Linked DNA regions of Macaca mulatta: region 2 is linked to region 1. Evidence: chromatin contacts called from public Hi-C data. All regions are on one chromosome and are shown on one strand. Each heading gives the region's core, a stretch centred on a gene start, on an enhancer-like site or on the middle of the called end of the contact. The rest is flanking DNA. Distances are from core to core; before and after follow the strand shown.

Evidence for each region. Hi-C and Micro-C count contacts between places; a contact is called where the count stands out from the background.
Region 2: a contact with region 1 is called in a Hi-C map of fetal cortex germinal zone, with 2.7 times the contacts expected there. The contact joins two enhancer-like sites. A contact is called at or near these places in 2 of 14 Hi-C or Micro-C datasets (fetal cortex germinal zone and liver).

The regions. Positions count from the first base shown.
Region 1 is chr9:23,884,953-23,892,187 of T2T-MMU8v2.0, forward strand. No RefSeq gene overlaps it. Among named protein-coding and RNA genes, the nearest start is that of SPAG6, 86 kb to the left of the region's middle. Within about 2 kb of position 2,484, at least 33 of the 40 cell types and tissues checked have an H3K27ac peak or open chromatin away from gene starts, as enhancers often do. A contact at or near this core is called in fetal cortex germinal zone, where this site is marked.
Region 2 is chr9:24,013,842-24,020,856 of T2T-MMU8v2.0, forward strand. The region is part of intron 5 of PIP4K2A (phosphatidylinositol-5-phosphate 4-kinase type 2 alpha); the gene reads right to left. All of the region lies in intron 2 of LOC144331036, which reads right to left. Among named protein-coding and RNA genes, the nearest start is that of PIP4K2A, 150 kb to the right of the region's middle. Within about 2 kb of position 4,515, at least 2 of the 40 cell types and tissues checked have an H3K27ac peak or open chromatin away from gene starts, as enhancers often do. A contact at or near this core is called in fetal cortex germinal zone, where this site is marked.

The sequences.
Region 1 (7,235 bases), core at 1,234-3,733:
TGATAGGCCACAATTATAAGCAATAAAAATAATCTCTAATAAAATGTATTGTGCCAATAGAAAGGTAGATTTCAGGTGTGACCTTTGCCAAGGTATGCAGCAGAACTTATTAGAGCCATGTATTTGTAGATTATGTAACAGTTTTTAAGTGGTCAGGAAGGGGAGGATTTTGTGGTCAGAAAAGTGGAACTGTCCTATTTAACATATGACCCTGGCCAGTCCCATCTCAAATTACTGTTGATCAAGTTACAGATGGTTGGGAAGCCCAGGTGGAAGGGAAGCCTAGAATAAGCCCTGACAAAATTGCAATAAACAGTAGGCCACAAAGCCAGTGGCCGTTATCATTAAACACTTACTGAAGTATTTAATATAGAAAATAATGCAAAGAAAAATTGTTTCGCAAAGCACTATGAACCAGAAATCACTTAAAAAGGCTTTAACATATCCTCCCCTGATGTCTTTAGGAAAGCTAGAACATGACCAAAACCATAAGTAGACCCCCAGACTAACAGCTTTATGATCATGATTTGAAAGCATTTTGTTTTGCACTTGCATGCATTTCAGGTTTAAGTTTCCAAATTTTTAAAGCATTTAAGTGCCTAATGATCTAGGAATTTACTCTTGAGAATAAACACCACTAGGAACCAATAAATGGAAGTCCAAACTTTTATTATCTCTAGCAACTTCAAATAGGGGCACACGTATAAAAATTTATATATTCAGCATTGGTCTCAATTGGTTGCCTTTTACAGAAGCACTTTAATGGGACAGTAAACCAGAGCCCAAACAGAGAAAAAAAAATCCTAATTTTGTGTTATTGTGGTTGCAAAATTTTTAGAAAAGCACAGATCTAAAGCCCAAGCCTGCTAAATGATTCACATGAAGGCAGAGCCTGAGGCCAAGTTTAAGTGCTGATTTTACTAGGAGGTACAATTCCAGGGTTTTAAGGGTGAAAGGAAAGGCGAAGGCAGGCAAAAATACAAGGTGGTACATTATTGAGCTGAAAACAACTTCACATGCAAGGACAGCTTCCAGACAAACCATGTAGAACCAGCATACCTTGGGACTGTGTGGATGGCAGGGAAAGGAGTTTCTATGCTGGCTACTTCATTCTTTCTGTGCCCTTTGGGGAAAGTATGCCTCACGGGGCTCTAACTCTCCCAGTCTTCTGAGGGCAGCACCTGATCCCTCCAGGTTAACTGCTAGGGAAGAGCATTCTGTTCCTTCAAATTTCTCACCTGAGTCTGAGAGCATCCTATCATCACAGCCTCTGTGTCAGGGAGGCAGTGCTGAAGCATGACCCTCATCTGGGGGAGGCTGTCGGGAGATGGCACTGGAGGCCAGGCCTCTACCCTAAGCAACAGTTGCAGGCCGGCGTGGAGGTGGACGGTGGGACCGAGTAAATCCGGGGAGGCACATCAACCGGGTCTGGTAGGGCATAGCCTTCTTGGACCTAAGCCATTCCTGCTGCTGGTGTTCACTGCTTCTCAATTCAGAAACAGCACGGATTTAGCTCTCAGATTTTGTAAACGGTGATTTTCTCCCTTATTCCTCAACGATCACCTAGCCACGACCTTCTTTAACTCTTCCCCCCACCCCCCAACTTTTGAGGAAATGATTTTTCTTATAATTTGAATGTTAATAAACCGCACCCATTTAGAAACTACGGTTTGATGATCTTGGGCAACTGTATACGTCATGTTGACGCCACTCCTATCAAGATATGAAATTGTCCCACCACAGCCCCAAAGTTCCCCCGCTCCTGTGCATTCCATTCTGTCCAGTTCCACTCCTTTGTAACTGCTTTGCATCGCTACCGTTGCTTCTTCTAGAATGTCTTATAAATGGCATCAGGCCGACCATAGCTTTTTTGGGTTCTTCCCCCCACACAGCATCGTGTTTTTCAGCTCCACCCACGTGGTTTCGGGTATTAATCCTATGGTAGGACAAGCTAGACGCTGGAGAACTCATTATGCGCCGTTAGGTAATTTTAACCCGCATCATCTCGTTTCTATTGTCACAATAGAAGAAACTGAGGCGCGCCCGGCGTGTGGGCGTGGGAGGGAGCACCGGGGCTGAAGGCCGACTTCCGCCGGTCAGTCGGCCTGGACCTGCTAGCACCCGCTGTCAAGCCTGAGGGGACAGACGGGACCTGGCGTCAACGAGAGGCACCGGCTCGGGCAGACGCACAGCCCAGGAAGCAGGCGCGTCGAAAGCTCCACGCCCAAGCCCAGGCAGAGGGCTCGGCGGGCGCGAGGCTGAGGGCCCAAGAGGCCGGGGCCGCTATCCCCTCGCCACCAGGACGGCCTCTGGGTCTCCTTGCCCCACCAGAGAGGCCCGCGGCGGCTACTCCGAGGCGCAAGGGCAAGGCCGCAGCGGGCAGCGATGGACCACATGCAGACAACACACTACGCAGACAGACGGGAGCCACCGCGGCGTCTCCGGAGGCGCAGTTCTATAAAGGCGCGCTGAGCCGCATCACGCTGCGCGTTTCCTTCCGCGCGGGGCCGGTGCTACTTCCCTCGCGACCAGGCCGCTGGGCCCGGAGGAGCAGAGACGTCGGCAATGCAGCAACCGCTCGCAGCGGCTTTTCGCCTGCTTCCTCCGCTCGCTCTAGAGGGCACAGCGAGGCGCGGGGCTCAGCATGCCGCTTCCCCGCCACGGAGGTGGGCGCCGCGCTCCGGCCTGCTGTAAAGGACCGAGCAGGAAGAGCGGTCTCTGGTTTCTGTGGTATCTGGGGACAGTTTCCCGGCGCGAGGGAAACAAAGATGCTGGCGTGGAGCGGCCTGCCCGTCGCTATTGTCTGGCTGCCTGTCAGGGAGCAGCCGCTTTCGCTTTCTTCTGCCGAACGGAACGTGGTGACTCGGGGGCCGCGGAGCGCCCTCGAGGCAGCTTTGTCTGCGGAAAAGGAGCGCGGCGGGCGGCCTATCGGAATGGTCACCGCCCGCTTTCCGCGGGAGGCGCGCCAGGGACCGCGGGGCGATTTCTCCGCCTTAGCGAAAGAAAGGAGAAGCCGGGATTTGTGGCCTCTCCGTCTTCGTTCCGATTTGAGCTCTGGCGTCGGCGGGAGGGGACAGTGCTGTCCGCGCGCACCCCCTCCGTCGCCGTCAGGGTCGTGCTCCTTAGGTTTCCTGCGGTTTTTCTGCTGCTTTGAGACAGTGTCTGGGACCAAGTTCTCACAACATCGTCTTCTCCTCTCGCAAATAATCGTTTTACGATGTTTGTTCTGCTGAATCCACCGGGCGCCTCAGACACGGGCCCTGACGGCACCACCGGCCTGAGGGAGGCGGGAGGGCTGTGGGGCTGCAAGCTGGTTTGGGGATCCCATAATCTTAGAATTTTAATGCAGAGCCAGTGGAAGCGCCTGGTCAGAGGAGCGGGAGGCAACTGAACCTAAGGAAGGGGCTTGGAGTCAGCAGTGAAGCTCTATTGTTTATTTTAGTTTTGTTTTCATAGATTCAGGAGGTAGAAGTGCAGCTTTGTTACTTCCAGGTATTGCAGAGCGGTGAAGTCTGGGCTTTCAGTGCTGCCCCCACCCAAATAGTGTCCTTTGGACCCATTAGGTCATTTCTCATCCCTCAGGGTGACTGCTATTTAAAAGGCATCTATTGTTAGAGCAGGCAAGCTGCAAGGGCAAAAAACGAAACAAAAAACAAAACAGGGTTGGGGGGAGCATAGAGTATTTTTTTTTTTTTTTGACAGCGGCGCAATAAAGTTTGGATTTAGAGCTTTTTGTTACTGCCCATCTCCCATACTCCTGTTTTATTTCTCTTTGTAGCATTTATAACCTCCTGGTATGATAACGCATTTTACACGTTTATTGGCTTCTCTGCCCACTTGATTTTTATCTCCTTTTGGAGAGCAGGACATTTTTTTCTTCCCTGGAGCCTAGCACGGTACCTAGCAGTGTACTGGGGGCTTTGTAAATATTTGCTGAATCAGTGGATAAAAAAGAAACAGGGCACATGATCTAAAGTTATTGTGAGACAAGCATAAAACCAAAAGGCGAATGATGCAAGGCAAAGTTATCTCTTTGAACCTGCTCTTTGTGTTTTGGAGCAGTAATACATTAGGACTAGCTAAGAAGGAGTCACGCCAGCATTCCATTTTCCAAATAAGAAAGTGAAACAAGTGAGCTCTCACTTCTGGGATGCTTTCCACTTCATTAGAGGGATTGGTTCTCTGAGGTCAACCCATCAAAAATTTATGAATATAATGGAAGCCATTTATTACTGTTCCTCTGTTACCCTCAGACATATTCTCATTTCCAGCAGCAGGGAGTTAGGGTGGCATGCCTCGTGAGCAAAACATGGGGCTTGGGGACATTCAGAACACCTACAAGATGGTGGTGTACATAGTGCTTGGAGACATATCTGGGGAGTGTTTCAGATGAAAATTGGCCACATCCTCCTATTACCTGTTTCAAAAATGGCCCCACAGGTTGCACATTTATAAGTGGTGGATTTGTTTTGAGGGAAGTGAGAGGGAGGAGTACACTTTGTTTTGGAGTGAAGGGGATCAGGGTAGCCAGCTCCTCTGAGAAACTACCCCAGTCTCAATCTCCATTCCTTTGGAACTTTTTGTTAGGAAAAGGCCACATATTGCCTGGGAAAATTTATAACACCTGTCACGGTACAGTTGGAAAGCTCTAAATAAAAAACAAGTTAAAAATTTCGTGTATTCCTCGGTCACCCAGTAATTATAGCATCCTGGTACACAAAACTGGAGGTATCCTTGGAGGTCATTTATTTTTTCAACAAGTACACTGTATTTATTGAACATTTTTCATGTGCTAGGCATTGTTCTAGATGCTGTAGATACAGCAGTGAACAAAACACAAAAATCCCCTCTTTCATATTGTTCCACTCCCAGGGCCCTTTCATCCTTTCAATATGTTGTTTTCCTTATTTTAGCATTTGCCACAACCACCTTCTTTGCTAGTTGGTTCCCTTTCTTCACTAATTTTTTAAAAACTCATTTCTTCAATCCCTCAACTCATCTGAGATACGAACATACCAGAAATATATGATGAAATACAATTTAAAAGTCAGATCCTTTTTTAAAAAACTTTTAACCAGAACGAATCCACTTCTAAAATTTTCTTTTTTATGCGTGTAATATTTAAAAAGCCTAAAAATGATCTTGCTGGTTTTCTTCAGTTGACTGTTGTGTAAGTGAAAATTACTTCCCAAATCCTACTACTAGCTATTATAATCAAATCAGCTTTCACTCTTCCATGAGAATATTTCCTTCACAAGACTTTGGTTGACCATAACCAATTTTATAGTAATATACAACAAAAAATGTGGAGAATAGCAAAATTAAACACTTTTTTTTTTTTTGAAAAATAGAGGTTTCTTTTCCAGGATTTTTTTTAAAGAGTAAATAATGTTAGCTTGGAGGCTTAGAATGTAAATGTATGACGGGATTCTAGTGCACAGCACAGCCCCATAAGGAATATTCAAACCTAATTTATCTTAGTTGTATTATCTCTGACTCTCTTCCACCGGTTTTCTCTAAACTTATTTCCTGTCATTCAGTCTAAAATGCTCACTGCCTCAAATGTTCCCTGAAGACTATGGCTTAACTATAATTCTTCCCCTTCCACATTTCACATTTAAATGTGTTTTATTTCAGACTTGCTTAAACATTCTTGTGAACTAACCCTACTTCCCTGCTTATCCTCGTCAGCCTAAACCGAGGAAGCATGCTGAGCTCCTCACTTCTCCCCCAGGTTGCTCAAGCCTAGGAATCACAGCCAGATTACTTAAAATGCTAGTGATTCTCAATGCTGGTGGACATACTAGAATCACTTAGGAGACTTTAAAAATACTGGTTTCCTGGCCTACCCCTGACCAAATAAATTAGCATCTATGGCATTGGAGTCCTAACACTGATATTTTTATAAAGCTTCCCAGGATATTCTAATGAACAGCCAGTTTGACAAACTGTAGCAGGCAGCCCAAGTATCTGTCCTCGGCAGTGATTCTCAAACGTCAGTGTTTCAGCATTGCCTGAAAGGCTTGTTACAACACAGATTGCTAGACCCTACCCGCTGAGTTAATGATTCAGTAGATTTAGGGTAGAGCCCCCAAATTAGCATTTCAAACAAGTTCACAGGTGATACTGATGCTGCTGGTTCAGGGATCATTTTTTGAGATCCTCTGTTCTCAGACCAACAGAAACAAAGACATGCAAGAAAAAAATGAGAGAAAAAATTGGAAAGATTTTATTTGGGATTTCAAACAAAGCTTTGAAGCAGTTATAAAGGTGCAAATTAGAAATGAGCTTCTTTACCTTTATTTTATGGTTTAGTGTGATTTTTAAATTTAAAATTGTATTTGGGAAAAGAGGACTACCATAATTCTTTTATGTTGGGGTAGTTTCTAGAAGTCTTAGGCCCTGTGCATTTTTTTTTCATATAAACCTCATCTTTCACCCTCCATGAGAATGTTTCGCCCAGATTTTGCCTGACCATAACGAGTCTTACAGTAGCCCACAACAAAACATTTGTGGAGAATAGCAACATAAAACACACACACGAGTGAGAGTGGAAGAGAGAGATCTCACTTCCAGCAAAAATGCATAAGGCAGAAATAGTGTTGATCTTGTTTTCCTGGTGATAGGCAAACCTTATCTTGCATGTTCAAGCCTGTGACAGAGAACTTGACACATGAAGGGCATGCAGATATCATTGCAGAAAACTTGTCCGAGTTATGGAAATAGAGAGTACTTTGCTTTTGACTAATTTTCCCATCCGTTTTTGCAGTTTATGCTCCCTCTACCAGCTCATGAGATTACATGGAGAAAGTCAGGTGCAGGAAGCTTTCAAACTTGCCTAGAACCTTACAGCTCATTAGGTATAAAATGAGAGTTCTTGGCTCCCAAACTCTTTATCCTTTTGTCTAGAACATGCTGTAATTCAAATGCCAGAACACTGGATCTGAAGGGAAGAGAGAAAAGATTTTATACTCTTCAACCCTGTAAAGTGAAATGGAAGAAAAACACGCTCAGTTTTCAAGTTCATGAAACAGTTACAAGAATTTGAATGCAATTTATGACACCTGAGGGAGGAAAAATAGGAAAAGGAAAGAAAGAGAAGTAGAAAAGATTTCAGGGAAAACACCTGTATAGTTAGCTAATAGTCTTAGGGCCGGAAAGAGATTCTGTTGGACCTTAAGGAAGACAGGATAGAAGACTCATCATTTTAGCTTTGGTTCTTACGAGCCACCCAA
Region 2 (7,015 bases), core at 3,265-5,764, 130 kb after region 1:
TCTTACCTTAATTTTCCATGGGTTAGTTCTTCTTAGTGAGCACATTATAATAGTGGGTAATTTAGTGCATGCTCTTTTGCTGACCTAAAGCAAAAATCCACAAGCTGAAATCTTAGTAGCCAGAAAATATAACCAAAATACTAGGGAAGAGTGAACTCACTCCTAGGGAGCAGTGAACTCACTGGGAACATTTAGCTTGCTATGAGTTGTAAAAAGAAAATTTATTATAAACATTTGTGTATATATAATACATTTATTACAGACATTTCTTCCTCATTTTGAAAAGTTTTTGGCTTTTAAAGCACAGCATCACAGGCCTCAGCAAGTCTACTGTAAGTCAACAGTAAGAAACACACTGTGTGATAATACAGGTCATGGTCAAAAATAGTTTGTGTGTCATTAAGACACAACATGAAGGTGAGAAGTGAGATGCACACTTGGCTGAGTCACAGCCTGAAGATAACCAACACATGCGTAAGGCTTTCAGTGTATAAAAGCCTCTCGACAGAATTACTTGTTCCCTAGGGTTCAATAAAAGATATAAATGATCTCTAAGGACAGATTTGGCCACAGGGTTGGGATTAAAAAAGGGAAAACGTATCAGGACAGTTACCAAGTTTAGAGCCCTCATTTTTAGAATTTCTAAACACAGGCCGCCTTTTAGCAGAGACCTGTGGTATAGAAATTACAGAATTCCACGAGAGCAAAGGAGATGCAGCACTGTTTGCTTCCCAGAACTGCTAAAAAGGAGCTAAAAAGCAACACCTAAAAAATTCCTGCTTAATATTACTTATTTACTACTTCTATGCTTAAAAATTCCAAATGACTAAGAACCTTTGCAGAATCTCCAAAACCAAAACCAAAACAATGTGTTTACCAAAAGGATTTAAATGCTTATTTGTTTCAAGTGGGAATTAACTCATTTGTGTATGTATATATGTGCTTATTTCATTAGGTTCCGTGATTTCATGTATAAATGCTGTCATTCATACGGAGTTTAGCAATATTGGGTATTTTAAGGTTTAGTAAAGCCAGAAGTTATATGAAATTTTATTTTAGTGAGATTTTTAAAAAAACTATCTTTTAGATGACAAAAATTTTTAAAAATCACAGATTTCAAACTATAATTTGAGTTCTGTTTAAAGTTATGTTTCAAACTAAAGTATCATTGGATTTTGAATGATCATTCTAAACTTTAATTATACAAGAAGAGAGAACTGTACGGGGTAAATGGCCATTAATAACTGGAAATAGAAAATACATGAACCTAAAACGCACAGAGCAAGAATCTTTATAATATAGAGCCAAATTTTCATTTCAGTCTGGATGGAAACCTTACTGGGAAGAAGAAATGCAGCCAGTCACACTTGAGTGTCTAATGCAAACAGGATTTTGGCACTAGGTTTTAATGCAAGGGATAATACATACCATAGTACTCTGTGATTAAAGGACTCGTATTTCAGAATGAAATGAATTTTTTGTTCGATATGCTCATTTGACAACCTATTTATTTATTTTTTAAGTCTAATTGTAAGCCTCAATGTCAAAGACTGCTGCCGGGTGTCCTTTTGATGCGCTGTTACTGTGACACTCAGAGCTGAATGCTCAACATAAAAAATACGTAGCAATTATTGTTTTATATTAGAACTGCTTGTGTTCCTGATTTACTTGTTATTCCAAGCTCACCCAAATGAAAATAAACTTGCAAAAAATAAAACCCCTTTCGCTGTGCTTGCAAAAATCTTCATAAAAATCAGAATCTGTGGAACTGAAAACATAATGCACAAGTATTTCTATAAGGGGAGGAATTTTAGGTAATCCTTATGTTAGAGCTAGGATAAAAAATAATTTGATGGAATAACATCATATGTGGTATCAATTTTGGGGTAATAAGAGATGCTAGGGATTTATAATAAAATCAGTTCTGCTTCTCGGAACATCGAAGCCACAAATTTGATACATGAAAAGGCAAATTAGTGGATACGGAGAAAGTTCATACAGAAGTAGCAAAGAAAAAGGGTGGTTTTGCACAAATAGTACATATACCAACCTTCTTTAACTACATAAGCAGAATGTCTATACAAGTTCATGGTTTGAGAAATGATCTAAGAGGTCATTAATAACTTCTAATTTTCACAGTGAAAACAGTGAGAATGTGCACATCTGTGACTAATATCCAGATGTGACCATTTTATAATTTTTATTTTGAATCTGTTTATGTATGAATGTGGAAAGAAAATATACCTCAACATACTTGTGAAACAGTGCTGTAAGCAAGCCGCGCAAAACTGGAGAAGCGCTATTGTAATTTTGTAAGTTACAACTGTTAGGGCTGGCAAAACCTAGCTGTTGGCAATTTTCCCTCAGGCTAATATGTAAAAGGTGAAATTTATTCCTTTTTTAATACTGTCATATTTTATGACCACAACTCTATGTGGTGATGTCAAAGGTGACGGTTTGGTCTTCCTCTGCAAACTGGGATATGACAGCTGAACTGCATACAAGACCTACCAAATAGGACCTACAGGATGGGTTTGTTCCAGTTTTAACAGAAGATTCTGGTGCGCAGATGTCTATGGTGATAATCTTAAGAAATGTCAAAGGCTGAACACTCAAGGAGTTTGCTGACTCCTCTAGATTTCTGGTTTAATTCTAATATGTTAAACTAACATATTAAAGATCACTATTTAATTAAGAATTATACATCTGTAGCAGCCTGGCTTAAATTCAGACCACATGCTAAATTTTAGAAGTCTTCTCTCCACCCCAACTTTTTCTAGAACCAACTAAGAGTTGTTAGCTTAAAAACATTCCCATATCTAACAGCACTGCTCCACGTGTGCTTGGGATACTCTGAGTTGATTTCATTCCAGTGACATAAAAATTAATCTGAGGCAAATGAGAGCTGATACAGCACCATAAGCCATAAGTCATAAAGCCCTGAGGACTTTAATGCTGTCATCTGAGTGAAAATCTGCAAAGTGTTCACAAGAGTCACTGCATGTGATCCTCTTTTTGTCACGTGCCATGCTTACCAGTTAAGAAAAATTCTAAATGAAGCTTTAAAACTTCATTCCCAGAACACCCCTCACGGTTTACATAGGGGGTTCTTATCTGTATCTGCTGAACAGAACATTTTTTTCCCTATCAATCATAGCAATCACCTTAATCTACATATATCTGCAACAGAGATGATGTTAGTCATGGTCAGGCCAGGACTTCTCCAAGTGGGGCCAACTGCTGAACCACATCTCTGAAGGAAGATCCAGGAAAGCTTCATTTGAAACAAGAGATTCTCACCAACACTAAAGCATGAGGACCAATGATGCAGGCAAATCCTTTAATTTTACAAATGAGGACAAAGTCAGATGACCTATACTCAAACCCCATTAATGCAGTCCTGTGCCCCCAGGGCTGGGACTCAGCTCCCCTAACCCTCTGTTTGGAGTCCTTCACCCAAATCTCCCTTTTATAAACTGTCTCTGGTCCAGAAGGTGGATGTTAGTGGTGCTGCCTTTAAGGTCTGAGAAAGAAGCCCTGCTTCTGCCCTAATGGGCAACTTTCCCCTGCACTTTGGGTAGTAGGATTGGTGTCCATAACTAACACTGGCTGGCAAAGGGGAATGATTCCCTTCCATCTCGGAAGAAAAGGAATTTTACAGAAGGCGGTTAAAGCATTAGCTGAATTGAGGGCCTAAAAAGCTTGACAACCCCCCTTTAACCGATGATCCGCCCACAGTGGAAAAGGAGGCACTTCTTAGCTGAGCGGCAAATAAAGATTTCCAGAAGGATACACTGCTGTGCTTTTGTGTCACGTTTGGGGAGCCCGCCACCCTGGCCACCTCGCTTCAACGGCAGCCCAGATGACCAGATAGAGGTAGTAATTAATTATAATCTGTTACAATTTAAAGACCACAAAAGAAATGCTGAACACTGGTTTCGAAAAGCATTTTTAGATGTAAGGGTATTAATGATTAATCCTCTCGAACCCTCAGTTGGTAATAGGTAAAATGTCGGAGACGGTGACAGTCACTTAATTGCTGGTGCAATTCACAGTGCCTGAGAATCGACAAGGCGGCTTTTTGTAGCCCATTATCAAAGTGTCAACAATGATTATTGCCAATATAGTTACACAAATGCCAATTGCAGGGCAGCTGTTTTCTTTCAAATGGGTTTCAGAGAGAAGGCTGTATGTTAAAAGGAATCTTCTTATTGTGACCCTACGGCTCCATTACACACGCTTTACTTTACCTAATAAAATCAGACATGACTTTTGAGAAGAACTGTGCAGGATGATGAACAAAATGCATATTTGTGTAAATCCCCAGGACTCTCTCTCTCAAGAACATGGGCTTTTTAAAGAGTCAGGTCAAACCCCCCAGAAATCAAGTGAGTCCAGTTATGTTTTCTTTTACTTCCCTAGGTCCCCTGCTGAGTCGCTCGCTAGCAGGCAGCATGCTAAGACTGTCATTTGTAAAAAGCAGCCTGCTCGGCTATAATTACTAATTTGATGTCACACTGGAATTGCAGCGCAGCTGTGAAAAGATCGACCACCAGGGAGGTTCGCATTTCTCTGTCTCATTTAGAGGAGGCGAAACTGCTGGAGCCATGAATGGGAGATGCCCTTCCATTAAAAAGGAAAGAATTAAAGAATAAAACAAGTCATAGCAGCTGTCAGAATTTGACAATGGTTATTTTTTTTTAAAGCACTGTTCTGCTCTTAAAAAAAAAACCTCAAGACATTTGTACATGCATGTTCTGAGACTTGTTGCCATGAAAGTGATTCCATTGTTAGAATATAACTTATTTCCTTCAGTTCCATCTTCATGATTATGCTAATACAAATCACACTAATTACATGTCAAGCTAAAATCTAAGGGATGGGACTTGTCTGCACCTATATCGCTAAATATTTGAAATGACAGTTTCAAAACTTGTCATCAACAAGTTAAAAGTATGGAAAATTAAAACAGTTATAATGACTCATGAAAGAAAACCTGGGAAGAATAAGAATTGAGATTACTAATTAAGCTATGTCACCAGAGATTCTCTCTGCAGATTTTTTTTTTGAGACAGGGTCTTGCTGTCACTCAGACTGGAATGCAGTGGTGTGAACACGGCTCACTGCAGCCGTGATCGACATCCTGAGTTCAAGCAATCCTCCCGCGTAGCTGGGGCCACAAGTGTGCACCACCATATCCAGCTAATTTTTGTATTGTTTGTAGAGTTGGGGGTCTCGCTATGTTTCCCAGGGTGGTCTTGAACTCCTGAGCTCAGGCTATCCCTCTAGCCTCAGTCTCCCAAAGTGTTGGGATTATAGGTGTGAGCCAGCAGGTCCAGTCCTCTAGAAAGATTGTTCTTTGTACCATAACGGTCATTTGGAAAGGAATATAGTTATATATAATAGCAATGAAAATAATATTCTTGCAAATCATTTCATTTATAAAAGGCTAAAATGTAGAAAATAAGTATTTTTAGCCTTCCCCAAATATTTCAAACCAGAGGAACCAGTAGATTGTTTTGATAGCATTTTTTCCCCCAACGTCTGATCATAAAAAGGAGCATTTTTATGATTTGTGAACGCAATGAATGGTATGCTTTGTGGAAGAGTGAAAACTCCGAACTGATCATGGAAAAAACCCAAAAGTTGGCAGAAAAGGGAAAGCAAAGAGGTTTTTTAAAGTTAAAAATGTTTTTAAGAGTTTGGCTCTATTAATACATTTGATTTGATCTATTTCAGTTTAATAAACGTTTCTAGATTATACAAAACACTGCCGTATCTGAGAGAGGCATGATCTCTACCAAGTCACGAATGACGACTTTCCCCTGGGCTCGTTCTAGACACGCTTCTCTTTTCCACACGCTGCTCCTGGGTGACCTCACCCACTTCCCTGTCTCTGCGACCGTCCTTCCAGGGAGGATTCCCGAGCCCTTTGTTTTCAGCTGAGACCCCCTGTGCAGCCTCTTGTGCCTAGTGGATCTCTCTGTTCTGACGCCACCCTGACATTTCAAATGCCTCCTCCCTCCCTTGTCTGGGGGATGTATCCCCAGGGAAATCGCTGGGGACGTGGTCGGTGAGGGTGGGTGGGAGCCAGATTTCAGCAGGTGATGAAGTGAGGAGAAGAAAAGGAAATGGTGGATGTTTCTTTGGCCATTTGCCCTTTTACTGTGTGTGAATGAAGGTACATTTTGATCTCCACCCTGCTGTCAAGGCAGGTACACTCTCCATCATTTACCAATGACATTCCACATCTTCAAGCTATTTCCTCTCTCCCTTCCCAAGTGAGCATTTCTAATACAGAAAGGTGGGTGGGGTGGCTTTATGCAGCCTCTGTCTTCCGGAATAAGAGTTATTAGACACCTCAACCCCAAAAAGAAGGCTAGGGCATTGATTCTTCCTCAGGGCAACTGTGCAGACAATTCTCATGTTTGCACAGTGTAAGACACAGTGATAAAGACTGCATTGCATGTACAAGTTTTACAAATACGTACATCTGAAAGTATGAGCACAAATGCTCAAGCTCTTCAAATAGAGGAAATACAAATTGTTTTGCTAACATAGTATGAAACCAAATAATTTATTTTACTACTTTAGAAAAAAAATCAAGTTTTAGAATCCACTGTTTCAGCGCCATATTTAACTCTGAAACAATGTTTTTGTCAACGCAGTAACTTTTTCCTCATTTTCACAATTAATGGGATTAACATGACTTTTTGATATGCCGTTAAAGGAAAGGAGAGACATGAACTCCTAAACATTTACAAGGCAGTGTGGCATAGTGGTTAGAAATACGTGCTCTGGTGCCGGTGACCCCAAGCTCAAACCCTGGCACTGTCACTTCCTAACTGTAGGACCCTGGATGAAGTTACTAAACCTGTCAGTTACGCAACTTCATCCACTCAAAGGAAGTAATGACAGCACCAATCTCATCCGGTGACTGTAAGGATGACATGACATAATTCATGTACAATTTAAAGTGGTCTGGCATATAGTCTATACTCAACCAGTGCCAGTT